2 separate regions of the Hordeum vulgare genome follow, and region 1 is linked to region 2. Evidence: chromatin contacts called from public Hi-C data. All regions are on one chromosome and are shown on one strand. Each heading gives the region's core, a stretch centred on a gene start, on an enhancer-like site or on the middle of the called end of the contact. The rest is flanking DNA. Distances are from core to core; before and after follow the strand shown. Region 1 has its middle 53 kb from the start of LOC123450765. Region 2 holds the start of LOC123449568 (F-box/kelch-repeat protein At1g74510-like).

What was found. Hi-C and Micro-C count contacts between places; a contact is called where the count stands out from the background.
Region 1: a Hi-C map of leaf shows a contact between it and region 2, with 2.1 times the contacts expected there. The contact joins the enhancer-like site here to the promoter of LOC123449568 in region 2. A contact is called at or near these places in 2 of 6 Hi-C or Micro-C datasets (leaf and seedling).

Annotation. Positions count from the first base shown.
Region 1 is chr4H:565,490,125-565,496,550 of MorexV3_pseudomolecules_assembly, reverse strand. No RefSeq gene overlaps it. Among protein-coding and RNA genes, the nearest start is that of LOC123450765, 53 kb to the left of the region's middle. Within about 2 kb of position 4,205, at least 1 of the 3 cell types and tissues checked has open chromatin away from gene starts, as enhancers often do. A contact at or near this core is called in leaf, where this site is marked.
Region 2 is chr4H:565,406,546-565,413,927 of MorexV3_pseudomolecules_assembly, reverse strand. LOC123449568 (F-box/kelch-repeat protein At1g74510-like) reads right to left here and starts at 1,494. Exons shown (of 2, transcript XM_045126836.1): 1 at 1,174-1,494; 2 at 1-591. The coding sequence starts at 485.

The DNA of each region.
Region 1 (6,426 bases), core at 2,956-5,455, 80 kb before region 2:
TCCAACACAAATGTGTTCATGTTTGTGTTGTCCTTTGTGTTCCTCACTATCCAGCTTATGTTATCTTCTACCTTGGAGTATTAACATCTTTTATGTTAAGAATGTTGTGAGGATTGCACACATCTTAAGAATTCTTGATATAGTAATACTTCTCGCCATCACCATTCATTTCTTGTTGTTTCAAACCGGAATACCAACAAGTGAACTCTGATGTGTGATCCCAATACTTCTGGCAACACTATTGCCTTGAGGTTAACAACTGATTGTTTCATTCTTAGTGTGTTGGATGTTGACTCATCATTTTTGACATTGGTTGTGCTACTCCGTCCGTATTTCCGAGTGCACCCTTCGACCAATGTTTAATTGTTGTTGTTCCCTCGAGCATACGACATTATACCATTTGATTTGACAAATGCTATCTCCTTGATATTATAATTTTGGAAATTCATCCCTATAAAAATCTTGAGGGATTGTTGCTGAGCCCCATTAGCCACACCCTCAACTTTTCCATGTCCCACGATGAAGCTCTTTAAAGCATTACACTTGTGCCTAGCTCATGAAGAATGTGTTTGATAACAAAAATGTTTTTCCCAAGGTTCATGTGCACTCTTATCGCCGTGAATATGTGAAAGTTTTATTTCACTTCCTTCGGGGTCATCCCAAATCATTCACGCATGTGCGAAGTGTTATATGCTTTGAAGATTTGTTATCTTCACTTCATATAACTTCTCTTAGCACGCCAAGCCACTAGATGATTTGATCAAGGGAAAGAAGTTCTGTCATAAGGGTTAATTGAGGCTTACACAAGGGCCTTGATATTCTCAATGATGCTTCAAAAATCATAACTAAGATGCATTTCATTGTAAGAATTCCATGTGGGCACGAATATCTTGACATTGTGTTCATGTGTCTTACAATCCAACTCATGATCCAATACTTGCTTCCGTAGGTCATATCCTGAGAATATTGCATCATCATCTTTCTTCGCAGGCATCTTTAGTCTGAGGTATCCTAACACCAACCAGATCTGAATCTCGGGCACATACGATGGTTGGAACATTTTTTCAGTAATTATAACTTTGGTCCTATGTAACCCGGTACGGTGATGTCTTGTTTGGCACACCGGGCCGCAAGACCTATTGTTATAAATTCTTCCGTATGAAAGGTTCGCCATTCTACCATGCGGAAACTAAATGGCTTATTTTATAAGTTGTTTTTGATGAATCCTTTGTGTACCCAAAGTCCAACCTTTATCTGATGAACGTGTCGATGCTACCTCGAAGCACGGATGTGGTACTTCAAATTTCAACAGGAACATTGGAAGCACAATGCTAAATTGTTCCTGATCAATTATCGAAACCATATGGTATGGGTAAACATCTCGATTCTCCTTGCCCTCTTATCAAAATGGTTATGTACATGATGACCTATCTTGTATACCATACTTTATGTTTTTCCTTGGGAATGGTATACTCTAATACTGGTGTGTGTGAACACGTTTTCCTTCCCATTGGTCAGTTTGACCTTTCTTGAATCTGAACTCATCTAAGCAGTGTTAATTCCCTGCTTAGGTAAAAATTTCGGTATACAACTCTGTCAGTAAAACCCTGTTACTATTGTGGATAACATTCCGGTAGCCACCGGTGGACGAGAGCCTTGCCTATTGGTCCGCCTCGTTTCAACGAGCAGGAAAATGGTTATATTCATTCCTCGGCCTTGGTGCCGACGTTGTTGCCAACATAACTGACAGGCTACCATCTCACACGTCTTGCTACCAAGACCGTGCAAGATGTCACCGCTCTGCCTACTCTTAACCCACATGGTGGACCCATAACCCAAGTTCCACAGGATCGAAACCTGACTCTCATGTACATTTTTGACTCCAGAGTACCCTTTGCACTTGCCTTCGTATGGAATTCCCGAGCCACCGTTCAATGGGACGATCTATTCTTGTATCAGGAGCAATATTCATGTTCATTGCTCTAAACCCCCTTTTTCATATATGTTTAGGCATCAAACGGTTGCCTAATCGTTCGAAACCTTTGTATCATCACGTATTATTTCCAATGAATTCCGTGAGTTACAACTTGAGGAATAATTCATGTCCTCTTCTATGAGTTCGCTGGCAGATGCCCAACTTTGTGTAGCTACGTTCTTCCAAAGTTTTCCCTATTATCCCATTCGTAGGGCGATGAAAATCCCGAAGGAAGGATGGCGACTTCATCAGGATGACACGAGACAGAGAATTGAAGACTTCAACGAAAAGGATAAATTTCATGGGGAAGAACAAACAAGACCGAGAAGACTCGTTAGAATTTCGTAACCAAACGTTTCCCCCTTACCTCTACCCCTTAATTCTCGGGACGAGAACTTCTTTTAGTGGTGGAGAGTTCTGACATCCCGGATTAGGCTACAGTAACCCTGTAATCAAGCTACAGTAATCACATGCTAATGGTGCCATGTCATCAAGATTAGCTAAGCCAAATTGCCACTTGACAAAAAACAAAACAAAATTAACATTAAAATTTAAGTCAAATAAATTATTTATTAAAACTATAAAATAAAAATCATGATTGAGTTGCAAATATTCCCCAAGTAATTTTCAATAAGAAAACAACATCATTTGAAACATAAAAGTTGCCCTTATCTATTTTTGAATTAAACCAACAACACCTAAGTGGCCTATCTAAATCCTAACATAATTCAAATCAATTAAAATTGGGCTCAAACTTTTTGTACTAGCTTAATATATTCTCTAGTAATTATGTGACAAGTTTCATATGCAACAAAATTTGTTTGGTACAACAAAAATAGAAAACAGGAGAGAAAAATAAATACAGTAAAAGAACAGGAAAATATTAAAAAGCTATTGCGCATGTGGACCCTATGTTGCTCCAGTGCAAGACCCAAACCCATCAGAGCCCTTTTCTTCCTCCTCTGTACACAGAGGAGGCAGAACCTGTGCGTGGCGGCCATCTCCGCCTCCATGGCCATCCTTGCCTTCGTGTCGAGCATCCAACGAGTCCCCAGGGTAGATAAGACCCACCCCAACCCCGTGCACGAACCCTAATCCCCTCAACCTTCCTCCTCGTTTCTGTCCCTCAATCTGAAGCACGCCCGTGGCTGCAGCCGCCATGGCCATCACCGTCCTCGCGACCAACGACCTCCCCATCGACTGAGACCATGTCCAGGACCTTCGTCGTCGTCGAATTCATCCCCACGCGGAAGGGCTCGAGCTAGGAGGCCCCATTCGCTCACACCCGTCGACGTTCACGACCCCATGGCCGCCTCACCGTGAAGCTCGCGCCCTCCGTCGACCCCGTGCCCGGAGTCCATGTCCTGCAACTCCGTCGGCCTCCTCTACGTCGTCTACGACCACCACCTCGAGCTCTATGCCTCTACATCGCCGGGATCGACGTCGTCTTCCTCAACTACGGCCGCCGCCTTCCCCTGTGAGCGGCACCCCCATTCCCCTTGTCTCCTCCTCGATCCGTGGCCATAGCTGTCGTCCCCGAGCTCGTCCGAACGTACACGTACGAGCACGTACATGCTCTGTGCTTGCTGCCTTGGCTGCCCGTGCACCTGCTGATGTTGTCCGAAGTTGTCGCGACCGCCTCATGCTGAGCCGTCCGCGTACACGCCCCGCCCCGTGCTCGCGCAGCCCCGCGCCCACGGCCGCGCTCGTCGCCCGTGATTCTGGCGCGTGCACTTGCCGCGCTGAGCTGTTGCGGGCTTCACTGCGTTGCTGCTCCGCTGCTGGCTCCTGCTTGCCGCTGCTGTTGCCATTGGCCACTGCTGCTCCCGTCTTGCCGCTGCTGTTGCCATTGGCTACTGCTGCCTGCTGCCGCATGGTGTTGTCGCTGGATGTTGCTGGGTATTGCTGCTTGCTATGGCTGCTGCGAGCTGCTGTTGTTGCTTGCTATGGCTGCTGCCAGCTGCTGTTGCTGCTTGTACCGCTGGGCATCATGGCATGTGTGCTGTGCATGCTAACACAGGATGCCAAGCCGACGAGCATGGCCATATGCGTGCGTGTGTGTCCGGCTCGCCCGTACTCTTCTAATTAGGTTAGTTGATTATTTAGTTCAATGCACAAATGACAAGTGGACCCCATTTATTCAAGTTAGTTTAAAATTATTTGTTCAGATATAGTCAATGTCACACGGCCCCATTGACCATGTTGACCAGGCAACATTGACTGGTGAACTACTGCTAACTAGACCCCTCACCCCACCGTCATACCATTGGCTAGCATAGCCCCATGTAAGAAAAATATTTCCACATTTATTTTTGAATTAGGATAATCTAGAATATTGTTAAAACTCTGAAAATTCATATAAAATAATTCGCAACTCGAATGAAAATAATTTATATATGAAAGTTGTTCAGAAAAATCCCATAAATCCGAATACGGTGTCCCTTCATCTGTCACATGCTCGGAGCATGTTGGATATGGACATTTTGCATTAGGTTTATCTGCTCGGTAATAGCCAAAGACTCGAAAAATATCGTCAGATATTCTTCCGACCCGTCTGCGACACGTGTTGCTGCGTTAGGTCACCCCTAGCACGGTGTATTACCTTGTCATGCTTTATGGTGTGTTTGCTTGCTCTCTTAATTAATGTGTTTCCCCTTCGTTATTTTCCTTTCCGGTAGACCCCGAGACCGATGTTGATCCGGTGATCGACTACTTCAATGTCGAGGATCTCTATGTGTCTGCAGAGCAACAAGGCAAGCAAACCCCCTTGATCACCCCTATATCGCCTATGTCTTTCTTCCTCCTGCTTGCATTAGAATTTTCGTACTGTTGTAGTTAGCTCCTATATCTAATGCATAACCTATTTTTGATGAACTGCTACTTTCAGTACTGCACTTTAAACTATTTAGTATAGGTGGAGCAGTCATCCCCTCTGACCCTGTAGTCCAGTTGCCCCGCTTTGTTTTCAAGTCTCGATCCCTCATCGACGAGCCAGATCCGGCACAACACTTACCCCCCCCCCCTTAGTTGTGCGACGCTACAAAGATACTATCGGGTACCGAGGGTGACACCTCGCGAAGTACCCCTGATGATATCTCTGTAGTACAGCTAGTCGGTCGTGGTTATTGAGGGTGATTCCTCTTTCACCATTTCCGACAATGCCTCTGTCGTGCAACCCCTCAAGTGTGGGACCCTCGACGGTGATTCCTGTAGGTCCACCTTGACGGATACATCGTTTAGAATCCAACGAGGGTGATACCTCGGATTCCCCCCGATGTTACAACCACACAGTTACTTGATCATGTTACTGGGATCATTGATGAATAGATGTTAGGCGGGTGGATTCCCGCGTGTTTGTGTCGATGACCTAATTAAAATGATAATGGATTTGGGTATTTGATCTCGGTTGGTCGGAAGGCATTATTACGCACTAACCGTCTGGGTGGGAAGAATTATGGGTACTCGACGTCGCGGTATCAGCCGAAGCTCTTTAGACGTCAGCAATGGAGCGCGCGCGCGCCCGAGTGGTCTTGAGATGCATCGCGCTTGTGATTAAGGGATGCTAGGACTGACCTCGGCCACCCACGCATCATGCAGGAGCGCGGAGGGAAAGTGGGCCCACAAACCCTCTGTGCTTAGGAGTTAGACCGACGGGTTGCCTCTCTGTTGAGCTTAGGTGGGGCTGCGACGTTTCGACATTCCGAGGCCGGTCATGACCCATTAAAGTGTGTCCGTCCAAAGTGTTATCGAGCGCGTCGGGGAATATGTTGTGCACCCCTGCAGGGAAGAACTTATCTATTCGAATAGCCATGTCCAACGTTACAGGACGACTTGGAGTTGTGCCCTGATCTTATACAATTACAATTGTTACTTAACTGGAATTAGTTGCCCTGGGATCGCTTCCTCGCAGGGAGTCGAGGGAGGATCTGTGGGCGTGACCTCACTTTAATATTGCTGCAATAATATGACTATTATTTGTGTTACACCTGATCTACTCTCGTCTATTGCTGCAAGACCCTCAAGATGCTAGTCTTCATAGGACCAGGCCTTCTCTCTCTAATCTCGCATTGCTGCAGTCAGTCCACACATAACCACCCCCTTCTTCGATACTGTTGCATATTTAGAATATTTCTGATGTAAGACTTGCGAGTACTTTCGATGAGTACTCACCATTGCTTGGCTCCCCCTTTGTCCCCTTGATCCGTTGCTGCAACCAGACGATGGAGCCCACGAGTGGAGTTTCCTGCCGACGCCTGCCCCCCCTCCCCGCGTTGGTGACTTCTTCGTGGAGGCCGCTGAAGAGCAAGATTAGTTTAGGAGGTTCCGAGGCATGAGGCCTCGCCTCGTTCGATCGTGTTTCTTTTGTGCTTGCCTTCTCTAAGGCACCCCATGTTTTATGTGTGTAGTCAGATATTGTTGCTTCCGCTGACTCGTGTGTTTATCGAGCTTCC
Region 2 (7,382 bases), core at 245-2,744:
TTGCAGGAGAAGTAGACCCAATGTTCGGCGATGCCATTCTGCCGCCGCAGGCGGTAGATCTCCCCGTTGCGCACCAGGGAGTTGAAGTCCCTGTTGAGGAAGGCCACGGAGCCATAGTCCGACCTGGAGAGCCGGAGGAGGCAGTTGATGGAGAGGTCGCGACCAATCTCACCAATAAGATTGGCCCCAGAGCCTTGCTGCTCCCCACCTCCGCCGCCTGAGGAGGCGTGGCGGCTGGAGCCGTGGCTCTCGGTGATATCCGGCGTGTGCGGCTGCGGGGAAGGCGACTTGCTGCGCTTCCCGCTGCTGCCGCCGCCGCCGCCGTCCGCCTCCTCCATGTCTTCCGCGCCGAAGTCTTCCGGCGCGGGGCGCTTGCCGCCGCTGATGACGGAGACCTCGCGGGCGAGGAACGCCCACTCGGACTCCGGCTCGCAGTAGCTGGGCAGGGAGCGCGAGACGAGGCAGGATTTGCCCTCCAGCATCATGGCCTCCCCTCCTCCCCCCTTGCTTGCTGCTCCCGTACGGCCTGCTATCTTCTCGGACGAGATTGATCCGGAAAGGGAGCGCGCTCGCTGATCTCCTAGCCGCGATCTGCAATAAGAATGGAATCAACAGGGGAGGGAGGAAATCGGCGAGAAGAAACGGATCAGGAACAGGGGGCATTTGAGATCTGAGGAGAGCGCGTGAATAAAAACAAGGCGGAAAAAAAATCGAATCTTCCGGCGAGAACCCACTCGATCCGCCGCCCGCCCCCCCCCCCCCCCCCCCCCCCCAAATCGTCCCGCCCCAGAACCAAACCAAACCAAACCTCCCTTCCACCCGCCCAGGCGACGCGAATCCCGGCGGACGGCGGCTCCATCCAATCCAACAGAAAGGGAAGAACACGCGCAGGAAGGGGGGGGGGGGGGGGGGGCAAAAAAGAAGAATCATCACCTAACAGCAAATCGAACTCATGGGAGGGAGGGAGGGAGATCACGCCCAACCAAGAAAACCTCGACTGAAAGATCGCGGCCGGCGGCCCAATCAGCGCGCCCCCATCGCCGCTCCGCCCTCGAAATCCCAACCGCCACCGCCACCGCCACCAACCCCCCTTCTGCCCCCCTCCTACCAGATGCGCGAGCGAGCGAGCAAGCAAGCAAGGAAGCGAGCGAAGAAGCAAGGAAGGATTTATACCTGTAGAGAGAGAGATAGATAGATGGCTCTATCTACTGCTGCCACTTGGTTACAACTGCCCCTTCTAATGCTTCTGCCCCTGCTGCAGCCCTCTGCCGCTGCCCCTCTCCTCTCCTCTCCTCGCCTCGCCTCGCCCCCCGCCTCCTCTCTCTCCTCTCTTGTACTCCTTCCCTCCCTCCCCTCCCCCTCTCCTCTCGTGCGTACTACTTGGGGAATTGGGATTCTCCTCTCGCTTTATTTCTTTCCCCTTTTATTCCTCCATTTTTTTCTCCCCCCCTCTCTCTCTCTCTCTTCCGTCCCGCTTTCCCCTCCGTCTGTTTTGGCTCGTCGGAATTGGAAACCGGGCAGGCCTCAGAAATAGAAAATGCCCCAGCGGCCACCGGCCAGCTCACCTGAAGCTGAGGTGGACTCACTCCCTCCCTCCCTCTCTCTCCCACTCTCTCTGCCTCTACGCCCGCACGTCTCCCGCGTATCTATCTATCCCTCGCTCGCCGCCCCCTGCCGTGCCGGGTCTGATTGGCGGCGTTGGTGGTGGTGGTATAAAATTATCCTTGCTCCTCGTGAAACAATTTTCTTTCTTTCTTTGTTCCCGTCCTTGTCCTGGCCTGAGGGGCTATTTCGCTCGTCGTTTGCACGGGCCGTTTGCGCCAGCCAGCCTCGGGGTCGGTTTGGACGCCCTTGCTTATTTGCCGTGACAAGTGTGCTTATTCTATCGGTATATGCGTTTGTCATGTGATGCTGAGGTTATCTTGTACTGTACGTACTACTTATCTCGGCTTCTTTCAAAACTGCCGCACAAACAAACCATGCATCAGTTTCAAAAAAAAAAACATGCATCGGCTGCGAAATACACTTTGGTTCGTGGTTGTATATGCATCTATATGAGAATTTCTTTTAATAATTAATTAAAAAATTAAAATAGTTTTCAATTATTTTTAAATTAAACTTGACTTTGTTTTGCATTAGTATTTTCTTTGTACTTAACACTAAATACGGTTATCAAAGTGATGCTATTTTTATACGTACTATTTATTGATACTACGTAGTGTTAACTTAGAAATGTGGCACCCCAAACGTGAGATTCTAGGTCCGCCACTGACCCAAACTAACTGCCCAAGCAAGCCAAATTGCTTTAGCACCGTTTGGCATACCGCTTTTTATTTTGGAACATGTTCAACATTTTTGCCATTGATGTGTGACCTGGAGTGCTCGACACGTGCAAGATTTGATTGAAGGGTAAACATATGTACAGGTTGTCGTGCTATTTTTTAAAAATGGGAAAAACATCAACTAATAACTTATTATCAAAGAAACAGTTGGAAAAACAAAAGGAATGGCCTCGTTCATGAAGATAATCAAGAGAAATTTCCTCGGCGAACCTAACGAAAAGCGTTATCCATGCTTGTCATGGTTAACTCGTGCAAATATGCAATACAATGAAGGTAATTAATGCTGGCGTTTTCAAAATTGTTTCCTCGACGTAAAATCGTTGTCTAGAAAAATGGAGAAGCTTTTGAATGGGTTTTTGCATCGGCCGAATGTGCTAGCTGGAGGTCGGTTTAGCCAACTTAGTTGTCCTCTTATGACAAGTATACTTATTATATTGGTATTGGTTTTGTCTTCTAGTGTGATGCTGAGGTTATATTATACTTATTCAAGCTTCTTTTCAAAGCTGCACAAAACTATACAACAACTCTTCTAATAAAATATCATTTATTGTAATCTAGTAGGATCTTGCAGTGTAGTGTGGGAGTCATATCACAGTGAATTTCCAAAAATTACAAGAAAATAAACTTAATAGCAAATCTCTTAGATCACAAAATAACGGTATTTCACTTATGTACCTTGTAGACAAAACCAAATATCATAGTTTATGTACCTTGCGAAAAAGAATAGTTGCACAAAACAATGGTATTTCTTTTGTCCACCTTAGTTATTTACTATGACAAGTGTATATATTATAATGGTATTTCGTTATCTTGAGATGTTTTGGTTATCTTGTACTTATCTAGTCTTTTTTTTAAATGTTGCACAAACCATGCCAGTTGTGAGTTGTCTCAAAATCAATCAACAATTAGCTCTTATAATTCCCTAAAAATATACATGGGCTCTTTTTTGTGAGCTAGTAGGATCTTGCAGTGTGTCATGGGAGATTATATTACACCGAATTTCACAAACTACAAAATAAAACAAAACTTAAGAGCAAACCTAATCGCTTTATGTGCCTTGTTAAAAATAAAATAGTTGCACTAAATAGACTACAAATTCAGGACACACCAAAACTAATTGCTCGAGCTCACACGAAAGCCAAATTGCTTTTGCACCTTAGTCGCATCATGATTTTTATTTTGGAACATGTAAAACATTTTTCACGAGTGACATGTCATCTAGAGTGCTCGGCCAGGGTGATTTGTAACCCTATGCAGAAATTGTCATGCATTTATTTTAAAATGAAAAAAGCATCATCTGATTACTTATTGCCTAAGAAACAGTTGGAAAATTAAAAGGAATGGCCTCATTTATAAAGTTAATCAAGAGGAATGGCCTCAGGGAACTCGACGAAAAAGCCCTACCCATATTTTATCACGATCAACTCGTGCAAATATGGAACACAATGAATGTAATGAATGTTGGTGTTTTAAGAAATGTATCCTTAGTGTCATCGTCATCGTTGCCGAGATAAATGGAGAAGCTTCTGGATGGTTTTTTGTCTGGCACAATGCATTTGAAGTCAATCATACCATGAGAGTAGCCTTTTCCCCCCTTTTCCCAACATTGGATATGTCATGTAAACTTAATTGGTGAGACGAGGCAAAGCTTTTGCGTCCGTTTAAATTTAAAAGTATATGAACTAAGAGCATGTATTGTTCAAGTCGAGGGATCACCTTGTTGCCAGAAAATGTATGAGCTCCTGCAATATGCTCTTGTAGTACTACAATGATTTTTCACAAAACTATAGACAAACATTCAGATAATTGATTTACGAGTCTTGAGCAAAAAGCGATAAGTTGAACCAAAATAGAGAAATTATAGGATGCAACCAAACAATATCTCGACCCCGCAAGATATAACTGATTTTCCCCTTGGCATGGATGGGTGATTGGCAATGGTGTTACCTTGTCTTGGCCTGAGAGGCTATTTGTCTGTCGTTTACATGAGTCGGCTTTTCTAGCATGGTTCTTACTTATGTCCAAAGAAACATATGAAATGACAAAAGGAATGGCCTCGCTCATCAAGATAATCAAGAGGAATTACCTCGGCGAACCTAGCGAAAAGCGTTACCCATGCTTGACATGGTCAACCCATGCAAATATGGAACACAATGAATGTAATCAATGCATGCATTTTCAGAAATGTTTCCTCATTGTTTTACGTCATCCTCGTCGAGATAAATGTAGAAGCTTTTGGATGGCTTTTTGCATGGCCGTATGTGCTAGCTCTAGGTCTTTTTAGCCAACTTAGTTGTTTGCTATGACAAGTATAGTTATTATAATGGTATTGGTTTTGTCTTCTAATGTGATGTCGAGGTTATATTGTACTTACTCAAGCTTCTTTTGAAAGCCGCACAAAACTATACAACAACTCGATTTACATGAGCCATCTTTTCCAACTTGGTTTTTATGTCTTTTTTATAAAGGACGTTTTATTACTCAGCATTACATCCGGCTTCTGCATAACTGAAATACACACAACCATAACGAAGTCCATGTGTCAAAATATAAAAAAACTAAAAAAGGAGAAATACACATAATCATATGAAGTCGTATAACGCCTTAGACATAGGAGGGCCAATGTATCGGTTCCATCCACCTTGGTTATTTGCTATGACAAGTGTACTTGGAACAAAAGGAATGTAATCAACGTGTGTGTTTTCAAAAATATTTCCTCAATATTTTCCATCATCATCACCAAGATAAATGGTGAATCTTGTGGATGGGTTTTTGCGACAAGTCGAGCTTTCTTAATGGTGACATTTACCATCATCGTCCGTCTTTCTTTTAAAGATCCATCTGTATCTAATAGCCTTACGACCATCAAGTAGTTCTTTCGAAGTCTACACTTTATTTTCATACATGGATCCTGTTGGAAATATGCCCTAGAGGCAATAATAAATTAGTTATTATTATATTTCTTTGTTCATGATAATCGTTTATTATCCATGCTATAATTGTATTGATTGGAAACACACTGCATGTGTGGATACATAGACAAAACACTGTCCCTAGTAAGCCTCTAGTTGACTAGCTCGTTGATCAAAGATGGTCAAGGTTTCCTGACCATATGCAAGTGTTGTCACTTGATAACGGGATCACATCATTAGAAGAATCATGTGATGGACTAGATCCAAACTAATAGACGTAGCATGTTGATCGTGTCATTTTGTTGCTACTGTTTTCTGCGTGTCAAGTATTTGTTCCTATGACCATGAGATCATATAACTCACTGACACCGGAGGAATGCTTTGTGTGTATCAAAGGTCGCAACGTAACTGGGTGACTATAAAGATTCTCTAGCACATGCTAGGCTCGTCAAGCTTAACGCTTCTGCTGTGCGATCTAGAAGGGTACGTAGATCGGAAATCCCCTCTCGTAGATGGACATCACCATGATAGGTCTTTGTGCGCGTAGGAAATTTTTTGTTTCCCATGCGACGTTCCCCAACAGTGGCATCATGAGCTAGGTTCATGCGTAGATGTAATCTCGAGTAGAACACAAAAGTTTTTGTGGGCGGTGATGTGCGTCTTGCTGCCCTCCTTAGTCTTTTCTTGATTCCGCGGTATTGTTGGATCGAAGTGACTCGGACCGACATTACTCGTACGCTTACGAGAGACTGGTTTCATCGCTACGAGTAACTCCGTTGCTCAAAGATGACTGGCAGGTGTCGGTTTCTCCAACTTTAGTTGAATCAGATTTGACCGAGGAGGTCCTTGGATGAGGTTAAATAGCAATTCATATATCTCCGTTGTGGTGTTTGCGTAAGTAAGATGCGATCCTACTAGATACCCATGGTCACCACGTAAAAACATGCAACAACAATTAGAGGACGTCTAACTTGTGTTTTGCAGGGTATGCTTGTGATGTGATATGGCCAACGATGTGATGTGATATATTGGATGTATGAGATGATCATGTTGTAATAGTTAATATCGACTTGCACGTTGATGGTACGGCAGCCGGCAGGAGCCATAGGGTTGTCTTTAAACTAACGTTTGTGCTTGCAGATGCGTTTACTATATTGCTAGGACGTAGCTTTAGTAGTAATAGCATGAGTAGCACGACAACCCCGATGGCGACACGTTGATAGAGATCATGATGATGGAGATCATGGTGTGACGCCGGTGACAAGAAGATCGTGCCGGTGCTTTGGTGATGGAGATCAAGAAGCACATGATGATGGCCATATCATGTCACTTATGAATTGCATGTGATGTTAATCCTTTAAGCACCTTATCTTGCTTAGAACGACGGTAGCATTATGAGGTGATCTCTCACTAAAATTTCAAGACGAAATTGTGTTCTCCCCGACTGTGCACCGTTGCGACAGTTCTTCGTTTCGAGATACCACGTGATGATCGGGTGTGATAGACTCAACGTTCACATACAATGGGTGCAAAACAGTTGCACACGCGGAACACTCGGGTTAAGTAGAAATCAAGAAGGAGCATCAATAGTTGATGGTTAGTAAAACCACTAAGTTTCGAGAAAGGCAAGGGCTAGAAGGGATACTTCATGAAACGGCAAAGCAGTTGCTGCACTGATGAAGAGACCCCAGATTAAACCCAAGCCCGGGACTAAGTGCTTCTGTTATGAGGGGAACGGTCACTGAGGCGGAGCAACTCCAGATACTTGGTAGATAAGAAGGCTGGCAAAAGTCGAAACAAGTATATTTGATATACATGATGTTGATGTGTACTTTACTAGTACTCCTAGTAGCACGAGGGTATTGGATACCGGTTCGGTTGCTAAGTGATTAGTAACACGAAATGAAAGCTACGGCATAAACGGAGACTAGCTAAAAGCGAGGTGACGATACGTGTTGGAAGTGTTTCCAAGGTTGATATGATCAAACGTCGCACGCTCCCTCTACCATCGGGGATTGGTGTTAAACCTAAATAATTGTTATTTGGTGCTTGCGTTAAGCATGAACATGATTGGATCGTGTTTATTGCAATACGATTATTCATTTAAAGAGAATAATGGTTACTCTAT